Regions from separate parts of the Gossypium hirsutum genome. Here all the other regions are linked to region 2. Evidence: chromatin contacts called from public Hi-C data. All regions are on one chromosome and are shown on one strand. Each heading gives the region's core, a stretch centred on a gene start, on an enhancer-like site or on the middle of the called end of the contact. The rest is flanking DNA. Distances are from core to core; before and after follow the strand shown. Region 1 holds the start of LOC107948372 (serine/threonine-protein kinase PCRK1). Region 2 holds the start of LOC107948374 (RNA polymerase sigma factor sigF, chloroplastic). Region 3 holds the start of LOC107948371 (translin).

Region 1 (3,503 bases), core at 529-3,028, 260 kb after region 2:
TGTCACACCATTGCTAAGACACAGTACTGGAACATCACTTTTGATTATTTCTCAGTTGAAAATGAGTGATTAAAACCACCGGTTATACTGTTCTCTACTATCAGACACAGGATAAGCTTCCAGGCCAGCTTAATCATGGATTTACATAAACCATACTGATTGTTGTCAATATGCCAGATCAATAAAAACTTAGATGGAACCTAATTTTGTATAAGATCCGAACACATGCATATGCATCAATTACTCTAATTATTGCACTTCAAAAGGTAATAAATAGAAGGCAAGTTAATTCACAAGAGAAACTTTCAAAATATTGTCATATCAAGAAGACTTGCCTGCAACCCCCGTTTACCGAGCTGTTTCACTGCTACTTCAATCTTTTGTGATGAATCATCGGGACTCCTGATAAACCCCTTGTAAACACAACCAAATCCACCCTCTCCAAGCATGGCAGAGCGGCTAAAATTCTTGGTGGCAGATCTAAGCTCAGAAACTGTGAACACCTTTAGGTTACTAGGTCTTTGAGACAAGCTAGGAAAAGAGGACCTCCTAATGGACTCACTGCTAGTGGCTGAGACATTCTGAGAGTTTAATTCAGACCCAGACCGCCCTATTTCACGATCAGTGAACGTAGAATTCTTAGATCGAGTTGAAATTGGTGTGGGGGTCTTTGGTTCATCTTTTCTTCTCCAGCTGAGGAATATAAAACACTTCATAGCCCTCAAAGAACTAAAAACACAATAAATTCCACAGTGCAGATCCAGATGCCAGAAAGAGATCGAAGTAACTGCAAAGCCAAGAGCTAAATACAAGGAATAACTATGATTTCTTACACGCCATTAACAAAAAACCAAAAAAAAACAAAAACAAAACAAAAACAAAACAAAAACAAAACAAAACAAAAAAAACTATGAAACAATACATTTTAAGAAAAGCTCAAATTCACATTTTTAATCAGGTAAAGATTTGAAAAATGCACGAGTCTATGGGTAGCTAGATTAAGCAAATTACTTTCCAACACTATATCATACATAATGAAAATGCAAAAGAAATCAAAAGCCCCAAAAAGGTTCTAAATTCAAATAATTCCAATGAATTCTACATCTTCAGCTTTAGCCTGAGAGATTCGTCACTTTTCAATTTCCAAACACTGGTTTTTTGGATCATAGTCCAAAAGTCAATGAAGAAAAAAAGGATTTTTTTAATAAAAAAATTAGTAACAGAAATAGATACTAAGAGTAAAAAAATAAAATCTGAATATAAACCAAACAATGAAGAGAATTTGCTTGAGCTTACCTTCAGTTTTCTTGGTTGGCAAGAATTTAGGTACAAAACTTGAAAAAGACTCCCAAATTTAAGGATTTTAAGAGAAACCCATTAGTCTAATGCCCCCAAAAGAACTCAAAAAAAGCTTGGAATTTTGGAAGAACAGTGTTCAATTGTATAAAAGAAGTCTGTACACGGCAGCTCAGCAGCAGGGGCAACAACCAACAAGTCACCAGGCCAACCAAAAGTACAAAAAAAAAAAAGGGAGAAAATTTTGAACAATATTTAACTAAACCTACTAAACTTCTTCAAAATTCAATTATTAACGGAAAACTACTCAAATGTGAAAAGGTACTTTGAAAATGAGAGGCAAAAAATTAAAAAAAGAAAGAAAAGAGAGTTGATTAAGTGTTAGACAAGGAAAGTGAGAAGGGAGAAAAGTCTCCGTTTCGTGGGGCTTACGATGGGAAGAGTCTTCCATTAAAGTCATGAATCTTTAGAATCATTAACTATATTATCTGTACACTTTTTTTCGTGTATTTATAGCTGCAGTGAACCATGTAGTCATTGATACTACTTTTTTACAATAGCATCACATCACCTTCACCCATGCTAATTCATGGTTTTTTACTTGGACATCCTTAAAATTTTCTTTATTTATTCAAATAGTTAAATTGTAAAGGTATCTATCCAACAACAATGAATTTCTCTACCTACATTAGAATTAAGTAATTAGTAGTTCGGTTGTAATAATATCCAAACCAAATTACTATTAATTGATTTATTTGAAATTTAAATTTTTTTAATCGTTAATTGAATCGAAGTTTTTTTCAAATACATTAACCGAATCGAAGTTTTTTTCAAATACATTAACCGAACCGAAATTAATATATTTTTGTCTTTTATTTAAAATAAATATAAAACATATAAACAATACATTGCAAATATTCATTTTGTTTTATTTAATAGTTTAAAAAACTTTAAATGTGGGTGAAAACAACAAATAAGACATTAGAAACACTACATAAGTCTTGAAAGTTAATAGTTAAACACTATATAAGTCTTGAAAACAATAAATATTTTGGTTAATTGGTTAATTCAGTTAATTACTCAATTTCGAACCTAATTAATTAATAATTAAAATTCTAAAAAATCATTAATCAACCTCTTACCAAATTAAATTCAAGTACTAACTAGATAACCGAATTAAATCGAGTCAATCAATTAGTTCAATTTTAACCGAAATGTGAACACGATTAACTAAAATTTTCCACACTAACAACTATCAAGATTCTAAAACAAGTTAATATGATTTTTGAGTTTTTTTTAATTGTAATTAACATATATGGACAATTTATTGGTGTTGGGTTATATTTGCATTTATTTTTCATCATTGAAAAGTTAAATTGTAATAAATAAAAAAAGATGTTGCCCCTACAGGAGTCAAGTTATTTTTCAATTAATATTTTAACCATTTAAGAAATTTAACTTTAATAAATAGGTTGAATGGAGCTCAAGGTTAACAGGTATCGAGTTATTTTTATTTAAATTTTCTTCATTTATTGTATAATATAATTCTAATAAATGTATTCAATACAACTCCACGTTTATAAATGTCAAATTTTATTTAATTTAAATTTTTATTGTTTATCGCAAACCTAAACCTAATTAATATCTTCAATAAATCAATGAATGTCAAAATTTATTTTTATTTAAAATTTCACCATTTATCATAAATTTAATCCTCATAAATATATTGAGTGAATGCCAAGTCCCATAAGCGTCACTTCTATGCCAACTCCCATAAGCGTCACTTCTTTTCCTTTTTTTCTTTTACCATGCCTATAAATACCCTTTCCTCTCTTTTTTTTTTCTTGCCTCCCACCAGTTTGGACTTAAACAAAAAATCTCTTCAAATCATTATTTTTACATTAAAATTATTTTTTTTAAACTCTACCATGACTCTAAATAATGAGAAAAGTAAGTCATATTGCTCTGTTAGACTTTGATATAGTAATTTTTATCAACTTGTTATTTTTAATATGTTAATATAAACTCTAGATTATTTTTTTCGTGTACTTACTAAATTGGAGAACAAAATCTTCGGATTCGATAGAATGTACATTATCCGATACTAAATCATGAGTAAGGTTGACTTAAAAGAACATATAGTGTAACACTCCATACTTAACTTGATCACCGGGTTCGAGCTGTCATGGTTGCAAGTTCCCATGTGC
Region 2 (3,511 bases), core at 1,009-3,508:
AACTTGTGGTTTGAACTTCTCAACACTTTTCATAAGACCCATACTTCCCTCCTGCAGCAGATCTTGAAGGCTAAGACCACGGCCCTGATATTGTTTAGCAATGTGAACCACCATGCGCAAATTCGCATGGATCAGTTTTTCCCGGCTCCTTTTGCCTGATTGGAGTTCTGCCTGCAAGGCTGAACAACTTAGACCCATGGCTTCAGCCCATTCAACCAAGGTTGGTTCACGCCCAAACTGAGATTGCAGCTTACTCTTTACTTTCGCTAATCTCTTTAAATCCTGTAGGTGTTACAGAAACCAACTGTAAGACCTCTCAAGAACCAAACATTTCCTAATTCCCTGCTTTAAAACGAAAAGGCAGGATTGAAAAAAGACACCTGAACTTGAATAATCAAATCAGACTCTTCTTCAGCAGTCAAGAGTTGTTTTGTCTCAGGACCCCACAAGAACAACCGAAGGGGATCATTGGGATCAGAACCTTCGCTCGACTTTCTTCTTACATCCTTCCTTTGTGAACTGTATGTCTCACATATCACAACTTTAGGTTGCACCCTCCTTCGTTTAGACTGCCTCTCTAAACGTTTGGTTGACCTAACTGCAACCGCTATCTCCTCAGCGGGCAAAGTAAAGGAATCAACAGACCCCAAGCTGCAATAGCATTAGGTATCAGCAGTCAACAGATTATCTGAGAACACTTGTCCAGCTACTAAGACAAGACAGAGATTAACCTATTAGAAAGTGAATCATCAAGTTCTAATTCGAGGCCCTCAGCCAATGATGCAGCTTTTTTAGAAGCTGACAATGCTTTCTTAGCAAGGGCAACTACATTACTTGGTTCAAAAGTCATGGTCTCGGTATCAGCTGCAACAGACAGCATATTCAAGGAAGATGATGGATTTTCCCCTAATTCCAAGAGTGCCAATCTGTGATGGGGAAAAAGAAACATGAGGATGCAATTCAATGGGGAAAGATCTACACTCACAACTGTTTTAACAAACGAAGCAATAAATCAGAATTAGCTTGTTTACAATTGCCTTAAATCAGGCCACTGGAGCAACTGCTGTTCAAATTCCTGCTGGCCAATGTTGTCAGATGCCTTCTCTTCTTGAAGTGTTGGCCCATTCCCAATCTGCAGCTTGTCTGTCTCTCTCTGTAATAAAGTAAACTGCGGTATGCTAAGTAAGGAGTTGCCAAAATAATATTTGAGAAAATATATCAATAAAACCAGAGGGAAACAACATTTACCGTTATGCAAACATAAAAAGTTTAGCTTACATCTTGATATATGTCGTGCAAAGATAAAACAGGAGTCTCACCGAGTACGCTTTATCTTCCTTAAGTAAATGCAAGACAGGTAGTGGTCTATAGTCATCCCGCTGCTCTTGTGAGAGAACTGATGTAGGAAAATGCCTAGCTACAGAAGTAATCGGAATAGAAGTCGCAGCAGGGACCGCTTGCTCATGATGAAACAACGCAACTGCATAATAGTACATTGAATAACATAGGAACCTTATCTGAAAGCACTTGAGAGTAAACTACATACTTTCATGCATGACCACATTATAGGCAGTTCTCTAATCTATCTATATACATTTTTATTTGGAACCTAGAAGCTAAACAAGTACATAAACGACAACATGTATTCAAAAACTTTACAAGACTGCAAGCTAAAAGAGTTGAATTTAGGCATTTGACCATTGTAGTAACAGTAAGTTTCCAGTTGTAATTCCCTTCCAATGCCAATAATAATCATACAAAGATCCTTAAGGAACAAAAATGCTTCACAACGAAAATCCCAGGAAAGCTGATTTAACAAGAATATAATTCAAACACCCAATAAGGCAAAACATGTAAATGAAAACTGGGTATTGTACTAACGATAAGAATCAAAAGAAAACATGTTCTAATGCTAGAAATATACGTTACCTGAAGAAGGTGATGGTGAAAAGACAGAATTTTTGAGTTGGGTTCTTGGAGAAATTGTTGGAGGAGAATAAAGCAAATTCCTTGAAGCTTCCATGGATGCAAAAGTAACTATTTGTTTTATCTACAATGTAACCTTAAACATTGCTTGTTTGGTTCTTCTGGGTATGTGTTCCTTATTTTTACTTTGTTCAAAAGCTTTGAACTTTGCAGATAAAGAAGAAGAAGCCAAGCTCGGCTAAGGAAAAAAATCTATTCTTCCCCTTCCACGCTTCAAATTCGATGATCAATGGTTCAAATGGATGAGGTTCGGCCTTGATTTGCTTCAGACCCAATAAAAACAGATTCACAAAAGAAACTTGTAATGACCCAGAATCCAAGTTTAGGCCAGAACTTGATTTTGACAAAGCCCAAGTTACTGGCCCACAACTTATGGTCTAGTTTTGGTTGAGCTTTATTTCATTGAAAAATGTGATCGGCCCAAAGGAGAAGTACAAGAGAGTTCCAAAAGTACTGAAATTACAATCGTATTTCACTTTTTTTACTGCAAGTTTTTATTAAATTCAAGTTTTTTATTGTTTGAATTGCAGGTCAACTATAGCAAAAAAAACTTGATTGATTTAATTTATGAGTTCATACTTAACTATCCCTATTTTTTTCTTTTACACACACCATGACTTGGATGAATTGAATTAGGAATCAGTTACAACTATAAATTCAAAATAATGATTATATTAATTAATTAACAAACCAATTAAACCAATCATAACTGTTAAATTAATTGAACTAAATTTCTCTATTTTCAAAAAACTTTTGGTTTTAAGAATGTAAAATCTGCTCAAACTTCAAAACAAAAATAATTAAATTTTTACTTTTTTTTTATTCTTCTCAATTAGATATTTAAATTATCAAAATGTATTTAAAAAAAAAGTCCTTTTTATCGCTACAATTTGTTAAAGTTAAAGGGTCCTATTTTTTTTTCTTTCTTCATTTAACATATCATGTGTCACTGCGTGATTACAATACATAGAAAAAAAATGACAAAAATGAATAAAATTATAAAAAATATTAAAATTTTATAAAAATATAGAAAAAAATATTAAAATTTTATTAAAATTATAAAAAATATAAACCCTTAAACTACTACACCTTGTTTAAATAAACCCTTAAACTATTTTTGTAGTTAAATAAATATTTTGCTATGATTTTTACCCATAATACCTTTTATTTTATTATTAAAGTTTTTTTTTAATTTTAGTCTCTTAATTTCTTATTGATGCAATAGAAATTTTACAACTTTAAAAATATAAAATTTTAAAAAGTATCAAAATTTTCAAAATATTGATTATATTATGTAATTTCAAGAAATTTTAATATTTTATTTTATTTTTAATTAATAAACTATTCTCATGAAATTCACATCAATATAAAATGAAAATTAGCTTAAAATTTTAAAATATTTTTACTTTAATATTAAAATCAAGAGTTTTCAGGAGTAAAAATTATCGATTAACAGCTTATTTAACTATAAAAATAACAAAGTGCTTGTTTAAACAAGGTATAATAGTTTAAAGCCTTTTTAGTA
Region 3 (3,308 bases), core at 771-3,270, 300 kb after region 2:
TCATACCATGCATGTCGCAAAGTTGCCTTCAAATCTCCAACATATCATTCCAAACAGTTTCTCACATTGAGGCCTCTTATCTACTGATGCCACGACCTTATGGCTAGTCATCTCCTAACACCACGTTGTGACTTCTGACATCACCACGTCTCGATGTTAGGACCATGACATGCTTCTTTCTTTATTTCTAGAGCATGAAGTGAAAGCCATTAGAGCTATCCCTATAAGACTATTCATTATAGTTGACAAGATTGTTTGGCACTTTACCAAAGATGACAAATACATAGTTAAATATGGGTATAATCTTTCAAGGTAGCTAAAGCATATAAATGAAGCAGGTGGTACTTATTCGAGAAGTAATAGACAAAGCTCAATTTGGAACTCGATATGGAAAATTCAAGGTACCTTAAGAGTTAAGAATTTCATACAGAGAACTTGTAATAATGTTATCGAGCTTTGTCAAACAAGTGTCCAAGATACAATGATGAGGTTGAATCTCTTGAGCATATTTTGTTTGGCTGTCGAATTGTAAAAGCGGTTTGGAGAGCATCTTCGCTTCACTATGATCCTACAAAAACCGCATCTTCGCTTCACTATGGTCCTACAAATATTGATTTCTCTAGCTTTTTTAACTGGTGGATTGAGACAAATGAGCAATTTCTAAATTTTGGGTCTTCTTCGACCACAAGTATGACAGCTTGGGTATGTTGAGAAATATAGAGTTGGAATTTATGGATGTCTGAAAGCATTAATACTGACCCCATACAAATTTGGAGTGATGCTTGGAGGATTTTTTGAGTCTCTAAAGACTGAGGAGAATGCTTTGTCCCAATCAGCGCCTTGAATATTCGACTACTTCATGGAGCCCGCCTCTGTATAGTGTTATTAGATGCTTCCTTTGATAAGCAAATGCTACATTTGCCTGGGGGCCGTGGCAGCGATGGTTTATTCATTAGAGGTGCAAATGCCTTAATCTTTGATGGATTTCCTTTTGTGGTATGATAAAAACTAAAGGTGAGTAAAATTCGATTCGATTAAAAAAATTGAAAAAAAATTCGAATTATTCGAATTGAATTAATTGAGTTAATTGAATCAACTTAATTTTTTTTCGAATTTCAAGTTTAAATCAAATTAAATTTTTTAATTCGAATAAGCCAAATACTAAACCGTTTTACTCCCTTCCCCCGCCCCCACTCAAACCCTTTTATTTTTCCTCAACCCCTGAAATTTTTTTCCCCATAAAAAATTACTTTTCCCAAACCCCTGAACTATTTTTTTCTTTTACTTTCTCTCCAAAACTTTTACTTCTCCAAATCCCTATCTTTTTTCCTTTTGCTTTCTTTTAAACCCTAAATTTTTTTTTCGAATTTATATCTACTATTTATGTTATTGAATTAAATTTCACATTTTGTACTATTTATTTATTGAATTGTTTAATCATGATGAATCTTTATTAATATGTTAAAATTGAATTATTAATAATGCCATAAAATATTCATGTTAAATATTTTATGTTTGTATCAATTTCATATTTTATCTTTAAAATAATTTATCAGAAGATAATTGAAATAACTAAATAATCAAAATAGCTGACAAGTATATAAAAGACTAATAAATAAATTACGGATGGATGGAAGTTAATAGCATTACGGTGGACAAATTTATTTTTTTAATTTACTATTTGATTTGATTCGAATTCCATCTTACTCGATTCGATTCGAAAAAAATTTAAATCAAATTAGGATGATAAAATAGGATTCATCAACTCAATTAACTCAACTTTTTCCATTCAATTCGATCAGATTTAACGCTCACCCCTATTAAAAATAAAATTTTTCACTTTACTTATTCAAGTGTATTTAATATTAGAATATTTATTTAACAAAATGGACCGACTTTATCATCACTGATTGATCGAATGATCAGAAATTGATTTGATTTTCAGTGCGAAAGTTGAATGGGAGGGTGTGGAATACACCGCACTGCACATATATAAAAAACATAAAATGATAAAATAAAGTGAACAAATTTCAAATTATGAAATCAGCGTTACGGAACGCTTACTACTTCACTCTCTCTCGCTACTCCTTAAACCCTAACCCCTCACTTCTTCAAATTGCTCCCTTCATTTCCACTTTTCCTTCGCTTCCCTCTGTCCTTTCCAGAAACCATCCCTTTCGTTCCCCTCTCTGCGCCACTCTCATGGCCGGCGGTGATTACGACTCGCCGCAAACCTCTCCTTCTCTGGAGAAACAGTTCGAGAAGTTCCGAGTCCAGCTTGAAGATTCTGGCAGCTTACGGGAACGCATACGCGCCGTCGTTCTGGAAATGGAGTCGGCGACTAGGCTCATGCAAGCTAGCCTCCTCCTCGTTCACCAATCTAAACCAATTCCCGGTAACATTCTTCTTTTGCTTCTTCAAATTATATGGTTTTTGGAATATTACCTATTTTATAATTTTTACGCATATGTTTATATCAACAGAGGTTTTGCAGAAGGCAAATTCTCAGATTAACGTACTAAAGGGTCTTTACAATAAACTTGCTGAAGTTGTTAGGGAATGCCCTGGACAATATTACAGGTGAGATTCATTGGAGATTTTGGTTAATTTCAAATTTTATTTTAGTAGAAATTTTTGTGTTCTTGATGTGGTGTTCGGGTGTGTTACTGTGTTTAGGTATCATGGGGATTGGAGGAGTGAAACTCAAATGGTAGTTTCTTTGCTTGCCTTTATGCATTGGTTGGAAACTGGAAATCTGCTTATGCATACTGAAGCTGAGGAAAAACTTGGATGTATGTTTCAGTAATGAATATTTATTCGGTTTTACGAGTAATTTTTGTATTTGCTAATGAAGACAAATGAGAAAGTTGGTTGTTTTGGCAGTGAACAATTCGGATTTTGCTTTAGACCTGGAGGATTATCTTGTTGGTATGTGCTGAAAGCTTCTCTAATTGAAGAGTTCTATACTCTCATGGATTGAACCGTTTGTTCCGTACTATTTTTTTCTCTAATCTTTTAAAGATTCAATTTTCTTTAGCTAGCCTGAAGTATTCTAGTTATTGAATGGCAAGTAAATGTGATTGACCACATCAATAGGCAGGATGAAATTCTTTGTACATTCTAATGCATTAGAGTCTTTTTCTTTATTAAAATGGCCAGGGTAGTTAACTGAACTTCAGTTTTCCATTTTTTTGGTTCATCTTATTCAAATGAGGACTGTCTCGTCAGACCAATTGATACTTGTGTTAAAATATTTTTAAGAGATTCACCTATCATATATGCTGTTTGTATTTTTGGATGAACTAAAT

Evidence for each region. A called contact is a pair of places that touch in the nucleus more often than the background predicts.
Region 1: a contact with region 2 is called in a Hi-C map of leaf, with 1.9 times the contacts expected there. The contact joins the promoter of LOC107948372 here to the promoter of LOC107948374 in region 2. A contact is called at or near these places in 2 of 34 Hi-C or Micro-C datasets (both in leaf).
Region 3: a Hi-C map of leaf shows a contact between it and region 2, with 2.5 times the contacts expected there. The contact joins the promoter of LOC107948371 here to the promoter of LOC107948374 in region 2. A contact is called at or near these places in 7 of 34 Hi-C or Micro-C datasets (callus and leaf).

Annotation. Positions count from the first base shown.
Region 1 is chrA04:66,381,058-66,384,560 of Gossypium_hirsutum_v2.1, forward strand. LOC107948372 (serine/threonine-protein kinase PCRK1) reads right to left here and starts at 1,779. Exons shown (of 5, transcript XM_016882886.2): 1 at 1,297-1,779; 2 at 336-787. The coding sequence starts at 716.
Region 2 is chrA04:66,122,450-66,125,960 of Gossypium_hirsutum_v2.1, forward strand. LOC107948374 (RNA polymerase sigma factor sigF, chloroplastic) reads right to left here and starts at 2,259. Exons shown (of 8, transcript XM_016882897.2): 1 at 1,930-2,259; 2 at 1,320-1,480; 3 at 1,038-1,153; 4 at 732-926; 5 at 381-651; 6 at 1-282. The coding sequence starts at 2,023.
Region 3 is chrA04:66,420,841-66,424,148 of Gossypium_hirsutum_v2.1, forward strand. It overlaps LOC107948371 (translin), which reads left to right and starts at 2,021. Exons shown (of 7, transcript XM_016882883.2): 1 at 2,021-2,395; 2 at 2,484-2,580; 3 at 2,677-2,792; 4 at 2,884-2,928. The coding sequence starts at 2,038.